Linked DNA regions of Mus musculus: region 1 is linked to region 2. Evidence: chromatin contacts called from public Hi-C data. All regions are on one chromosome and are shown on one strand. Each heading gives the region's core, a stretch centred on a gene start, on an enhancer-like site or on the middle of the called end of the contact. The rest is flanking DNA. Distances are from core to core; before and after follow the strand shown.

Region 1 (3,082 bases), core at 405-2,904, 120 kb before region 2:
TCTCTTGGATTCCCAGCATAGTAAGCACCAGATCATACAAGAAAAGGAGATAATCAGATGGCATGGAGAGGCCCATTCCCAAAGCAAATCTCTGGGCTTTATGTTAGAAAACCGTAGACAACTTTAAGGCTCCTTGCTAAGGATTAGAATTATCATTAGATAATGTTTTACTTTTGATAACTTGAACTTAACCACTTGTAGTAGAGTCTACAATGACCATTAAAAGCCAGCTCCGGGCATGGTGGTGCATGCCTTTAATCCCAGCACTTGGGAGGCAGAGGCAGGTGGATTTCTGAGTTTGAGGCCAGCCTGGTCTACAAAGTGAGTTCCAGGAAAGCCAGGGCTATACAGAGAAACCCTGTCTCGGAAAAAAAAAAAAAAAAAAAAGCCAGCTCCTTGTGACTACTTATGTGCTTGCCTCTCACGTGAGGGAAGCCTACAGGTTCAACTGTCAGCAGGTTTTCCCCACCTTTTGAGCCCAAGCATCACTAGATAGCTCAGTCTGGCTTTGAACTTACAGACATCCACCTGCCTCTGCCTCCCAAGTGCTGGGATTAAAGGAATGTACCCCTGGGACCAGCAACTGTCAGGCCTATGAACTTGTGTCCTTTACACTGATAGCTCCCAGATGAGCAGGTGTCATGTCGGCATGTGTATTGGATCTCCTTGAGATTTTCATCATGCAGTCTCACCACCTTACCAAAACCAAACAGGGAGTTTGTTTGTTTTAGTTGTAGCTTTTAATGCAGGCTTTTCTTTCCCTGGTCATGGCTATAAAATAAACTGCTTTTTAACAGTTTAAAAAATCCATTTAGCTAGTTTTGAGTCGAAAACTTGTTTGTTTAGAGATTTAGAATATAAGTGTATTGTTTTTCTGACTTGATAGAAACCATTTTTTTGAGCATTAGTTTTTGTTGGCACAGATAATCTCCAACTGGGTGGACTTAAAGGCTAAGATTTTCCATGACTTGAGCTCCTTCTCGTGGGGAGCAATCTCTGACTTGATTTAGGAAAAAACAGCCTTTGGAAATTCGTGGAACTCGACGAACTAAAAATCTCCATTAATTTAAGCAAATCACATTCATTCTGAGCAACAGCGTCCTTGGGTTTCACAGAAAACTTTCTTCCAGTGTGCGTTAGTCCATTTGTTTGAGGCTTTGGAGTTGTATTTAGGCTTCTACAGAGAATTTCAGAGCTAGCCACCCAACTGTGTTCTTTTTTTTTTTCCAACTGTGTTCTTAAAAGAAAATTCAGTTTCTATCATAATATTTCATAAATCCTGTCTCCTTAATACAATTTCTTTTCAACAGGGAGTAAACAAATGTCCTCAAAGATATTGTTGACATTTATAATATACATAAATACCAACTTCTAACTTCAACTTATGTATCATGTGATCTGATTGGTATTGTAATCTCATTGTAATCTGGAAATCTTAAGGTATTTATTCTCTGACTTTTACTTCATCTTTATGTGGGAAATTTAAACATAAAAGTAGAGAAAGAGCATCTGTGCTCTGTTTCTCAGTGATGTGTTTTTATCTGAAAATAAAATACTGAAAAAAAAAAGGCTGACCGGACCGTTCATCCCTGCGAGCATAATGATTCTGACTCATGTTTCAGATGAGTCCGGAGGTCTTTTTCTTCCTGTTTTAGTTTTGCGGGTTTCCAAGTGAATCATTTCCACGTTCTTCCCTGTGACCAGAGGTATGCATTGTAACACTGCTGAGCATGAATCAGGACACGTGATGCTCATGGCTTTGCTCTGGGAATACCAGTGGCCCTGCCCATGAGAAAGTTAGCATGCAATCTTTCACTAAGGGTTCTAGTGCCATCATTATAACCAAGTTTGCTGGTCCCTTTGCAGCAGACACAAGGAGCCTGTAATTTCTATTTGTTCCACATATTTGAATGTGTCATCTATTAGAGACGCTTGGTAAACACGTTTATTGTGAAAGATGCGGGAGTTTCCACACACATTTTCCTTTTGCCTTTTCCTCCACTCACTAAAGGAAAGGTTGCGTTCTTGGTAATCCACAACAGTAAGTGTTTACATTCATCTGCTTCTAAAGAACTGTAATAGTGTTCAATGTGTTTGTCCTTGTAGTGCAAATAGCCACACTCAAGGAAAAAAGAAAAATTGTTGTTTTTAAAGATTTAAATGTGCCTCAGGGGCCCTCTATTAAGACTCTGTGGTATCCCTGTGATCTTAAAACTGTAAAAGACAATGACAGTTCTGGAGCAGGGCACACCATAGCTTTATGGCTAAGCGGCTCTAAGAAAACTAAGCTTAAAAGGGCAAAACAACACAGTTGTAGACATTCACCAGCAAGTGATCCTTTCTTTTCTTTTATAGCTGCTTTTACGAGGTCAGTTTTAATGTAATTCTGAGTTGCCTGGTCTAGTCAAAGGGAGACAGAAACCAGTGCAGGGGTTAGCCCCTTCAGAGAGGAAGTAGACGAGTTAACCCTTAGAGTGAATGCTTAACACAATAGCTCGTCATTTTGACTTGCCCATTCGTAAAATGTTTCTTTTTCAGTGTTAATCTGTTTTCAGAAGTTGAAGGCTGTTCCAATCCAGACTGAATGGTATAGACTTTTGTGACTTTTATGCTGAACTACCTAATGAAGAAGAATTGCTTTAATATTCAAGGTTAGAATATTGCCCCTGGGCTGATGTGTCTGCTGCCTCATGCTGCTGTAAAAGCAGAGATGATGTCTGAATGGGATGGCATTTCTTGATGTAACACAAGTGGGTCCTTTGCTCTGATGACTCCTCAGTGCCTCGTATGTGCACTTCTTCCTGAAACAATAGAATTAAAGGATCCCATTGCCTAAAATTTCTCAGACTTACACATCCTTACACCACAAGGGATATTAAAAAGGAAAGTATCAAATAAAGTTTTAGGCAGTAAGTAGACTTCAGCAGAAAACTATTATTTTTGAAAAGCGTTATTGTAAAGAGGTGATCAAGTGCTGAAACTTGAAGTGGATAAGAAAGAAGGAGTATAAGATTGCTTTATGTTCTTGGATGTTTGAGAGATGTAGATAGCCAGGCAGTGGTGGCGCACACCTTTAATCCCA
Region 2 (3,131 bases), core at 235-2,734:
CGGATCTAGTTGAAAATGTAAGCATTCCCTTCCAGGATGCCTGGGCTTGGAGAGCGTCTCTCAGTTAATCTTCCCAGTGCCTGAGGAGGCAACTTACGCCTCTGTGTGGCAGGCAGGGTACCTGCTTCCGTTACCACCCATGTTGACTTTTTCTGGGATGGTCTTTGCTGGGCCTTGTTCCCATGAACCAGTGCTGGTCTTTCTCTTCTCTGTTCCCTCTGCTGTGCTTCCTTCTCCCGGCCTGCATGTACACTCAGTTAAATTCTACAAGGCAGTCTGCTCTGTAGCTTCCCTAGAGTGTGACTACCTTTCTGTAGGAGTGCCAGCCACTCTTAGTGCCTCCTGCTTCCCTTTGAGACTGTACTGGGACTAAAGGTCACTCACTTAGTGCATTAAAACCTTGGACCCTCCACCTTCTTGCCCATGCACTGCTGCCAACTTGCTAAGGCTTTGACTTCTGGGACAGCCAGTCAGTTTGTCTCCTAGAAGGGAGCAAAGAATATGATGCTAGAGAGTTTTTGCCTGCACTTGGTTTTCCTCTCACCAATCTAAAGTGACGTGCTTCTCCCTTTTGGGCAGAGCACGGGGAAGGGGAAATTAATTCCCAGAAGCCATCCCGCTCCGTTTCTTCCCTCTCCGGGCACTTCCTATCTTATCCTACCAAGATATTCCTTACGCTGTAACCACACTAAGCTCTGCTAAGTAAGCACACTGGCTTCACTAAAAGCAGATATGGAGAAAATCAGTAGGTTTTTCTGTAGTGGACAACCGGCCTCTCCTGTTTCATGAGTCCATCCTGTGTATCAGAAGAGAAGTCTTTCCCTTTTAATCAATTTTGTTACCACATATTTTATTACCAAGCCAAAACAGAATCCTCAGTTAGCACTTATGCCTCAGTTCAGACACACATGTGAGGTGAGTAGAATGAATAGCACACACTCAGAGGAAAAAGAATCCAGCCCACTAAGATAAAAGCTATATAGACTTGATGTATATGGTAGGAACAAAACCCAGTTCAATCAACAAAGGGAAGCTGAGTCAATATCTGACGTCAGAGGAGCCCTGTGGCAGATGTAGTAGATCATTTCTCCTGTTTATCAGTTTTTCTACCATTCCCTTGATTTTATTCGAGATGTAGTCTTTTCCAGAATACTGCCTGCTGTGTGGCCTATGTCAACTGCAGAAACCAGATCTCTGTTTCTGGAGAGAAGAGACTTAAGCCCAGCTAATCATCTTCTCATTCCCAGAGGAAGACTGACTTACAGAATGAGCAACTAAGGAGGAATGGGGGTGACGTGCCCTGGCCACGCGTTTAAACGTTAAAGTCCTGGGTGTTGTTTGGTGCCTGCTGAGTAACACACAGCTTCTCCCACTCACCCCTTTACAGCCCTGAACACTGATTATAAAGCCTAAGATCTGTAAGAGCTGAGGAATATAGTTGAGGATTTGAGTTCCACTTTCGTTCTTCTCTGGTGAGGATTTGAGTTCCACTTCCGTTCTTCTCTGGTGAGGCTTTGAGATCCACTTCCGTTCTTCTCTGGTGAGGCTCTTCACCTGGTTCTTCTCAGAAGCAGTTCCTTTTTCTCAGAGTAGAGATTTTCAGCTGTTTTCTTAAAAAGATGGTAACAATCTTGACTGGGTGAGACTGGGAAAATATAACTAATGTAATACTCTACTTGGACCTACCTCCTTTCCTTGAAGTCTATAATCAGAACTTGCAAATAGAGGGAACACTCTTGGTAAAGAAGGCAGGAACCTGGGAGGTCATGGGCAAAACTGTTTGGTTTGGTTCTTTCCCTTTGTATCTGTGTCTGTGTCTGTGTCTGTGTCTGTGTCTGTGTCTGTGTCTGTGTCTGTGTCTGTGTCTGTGTGTCTCTGTCTCTGTCTCTGTCTCTGTCTGTTGTCTCTCTCTCTCTCTCTCTGTGTGTGTGTGTGTGTGTGTGTGTGTGTGTGTGTGTGTGTGTGTATGTATGTGATTGTATATTATCAGTGATTTAAAATGTTCCCTCAAGGTTCAAAGCAAAATTTTCTCATAAATAAAAGCCTATATCAAATACTGGTATATATTCTATGGTTACAATGTCAATAGTTGTTGATATAATTTAAAGAAGTAGGACTCATAGAGTGATGTAGGGAATTCAGAAAGCAGTTTTCTCTTCTCTGACTGCTCTAAATAGTGACTTAAATGTGGGTCAGTGACATCATCTTAAACATTTTGCCAACGAGGGACTGCTTTTTTTTTTTTTTTTGAGCTATGTACTATAGCATAAGTTATTGTCTTTGGATATGTGTGCTAAACATTTCTAGAATGGACAGAGAAACCATCTCGAAGGCTGTTGTACTCGGCCAAGCGTGTGCTTGGGCAGCATCACTGTTCTTATCTGAGAACATACACTGTTCACACTTGATCTTATTTCAGAATTATACCTGATAATGACTGTGTTGCTCTGATAATGATGAGTTTTTGTCTTCATTCTTTGGGAATGCTTTGCCTCAAATCCTGTCTTTAATTAATGGTGAACTAATTATCGTTCAGTGTCTCCCATTGGTAGCTTTTCCTCTACTCAGGGTGATGTTTCTGAATCATGTCTGTTTCTTTTACTCCTCGTGTTTCTAGTATAGGCATCCCCTCTCTAAGGGGTGCAAACAGCCCTCCATCCTTTTAACAATCCCTGTGCTTTCTTCCCAGTGTTTTCCACCCCATTCATAGACTCTAGGTGATGTGATTAACCTAATATACTAAACAACAAGCTATCCTCATTTATGGTTGATGTACAAAATTATCTAAGCAAAATCATTTTTAATGAAAAACAAAAAACTAAAGTGAAAACTGTACTCATTATGAAAAACAAAGCACTTGTGGGGAAATATCTCAGGGAATCCTTGCATATTTCTATTTAACTAAACATCTTTGAAGCGTTAACATTCACTATACATTAAAATGATTTTTATTTAATTGCCACAATTTTCCTTTAAATTATTGATGAGCTTTTTTGATGTGTATCTATCTTGACAAGGTAAAAACAAATCACTAATTTGGTTAAGTATAGTGATGTAGCCTATGGAAAACATTGTTTTTAAGTATATAATTATATTCTAAATTTAAAATAACTGCCTGAACTCTAGATTTA

The links. Hi-C and Micro-C count contacts between places; a contact is called where the count stands out from the background.
Region 1: a Hi-C map of bone marrow-derived macrophages shows a contact between it and region 2, with 2.3 times the contacts expected there. The contact joins two enhancer-like sites. A contact is called at or near these places in 4 of 484 Hi-C or Micro-C datasets (bone marrow-derived macrophages, macrophages and uterus), 3 of 115 datasets of contacts at active chromatin or transcription factors (CD8 T cells, effector CD8 T cells and memory CD8 T cells) and 2 of 9 other capture datasets (adipose tissue and pancreatic islet).

Annotation. Positions count from the first base shown.
Region 1 is chr12:91,304,578-91,307,659 of GRCm38.p6, reverse strand. All of the region lies in intron 10 of Cep128 (centrosomal protein 128), which reads left to right. Among named protein-coding and RNA genes, the nearest start is that of Cep128, 78 kb to the left of the region's middle. Within about 2 kb of position 1,654, at least 53 of the 459 cell types and tissues checked have an H3K27ac peak or open chromatin away from gene starts, as enhancers often do. A contact at or near this core is called in bone marrow-derived macrophages and macrophages, where this site is marked.
Region 2 is chr12:91,182,039-91,185,169 of GRCm38.p6, reverse strand. The region is part of intron 20 of Cep128 (centrosomal protein 128); the gene reads left to right. Among named protein-coding and RNA genes, the nearest start is that of 5430427M07Rik, 140 kb to the right of the region's middle. Within about 2 kb of position 1,484, at least 89 of the 459 cell types and tissues checked have an H3K27ac peak or open chromatin away from gene starts, as enhancers often do. A contact at or near this core is called in bone marrow-derived macrophages and macrophages, where this site is marked.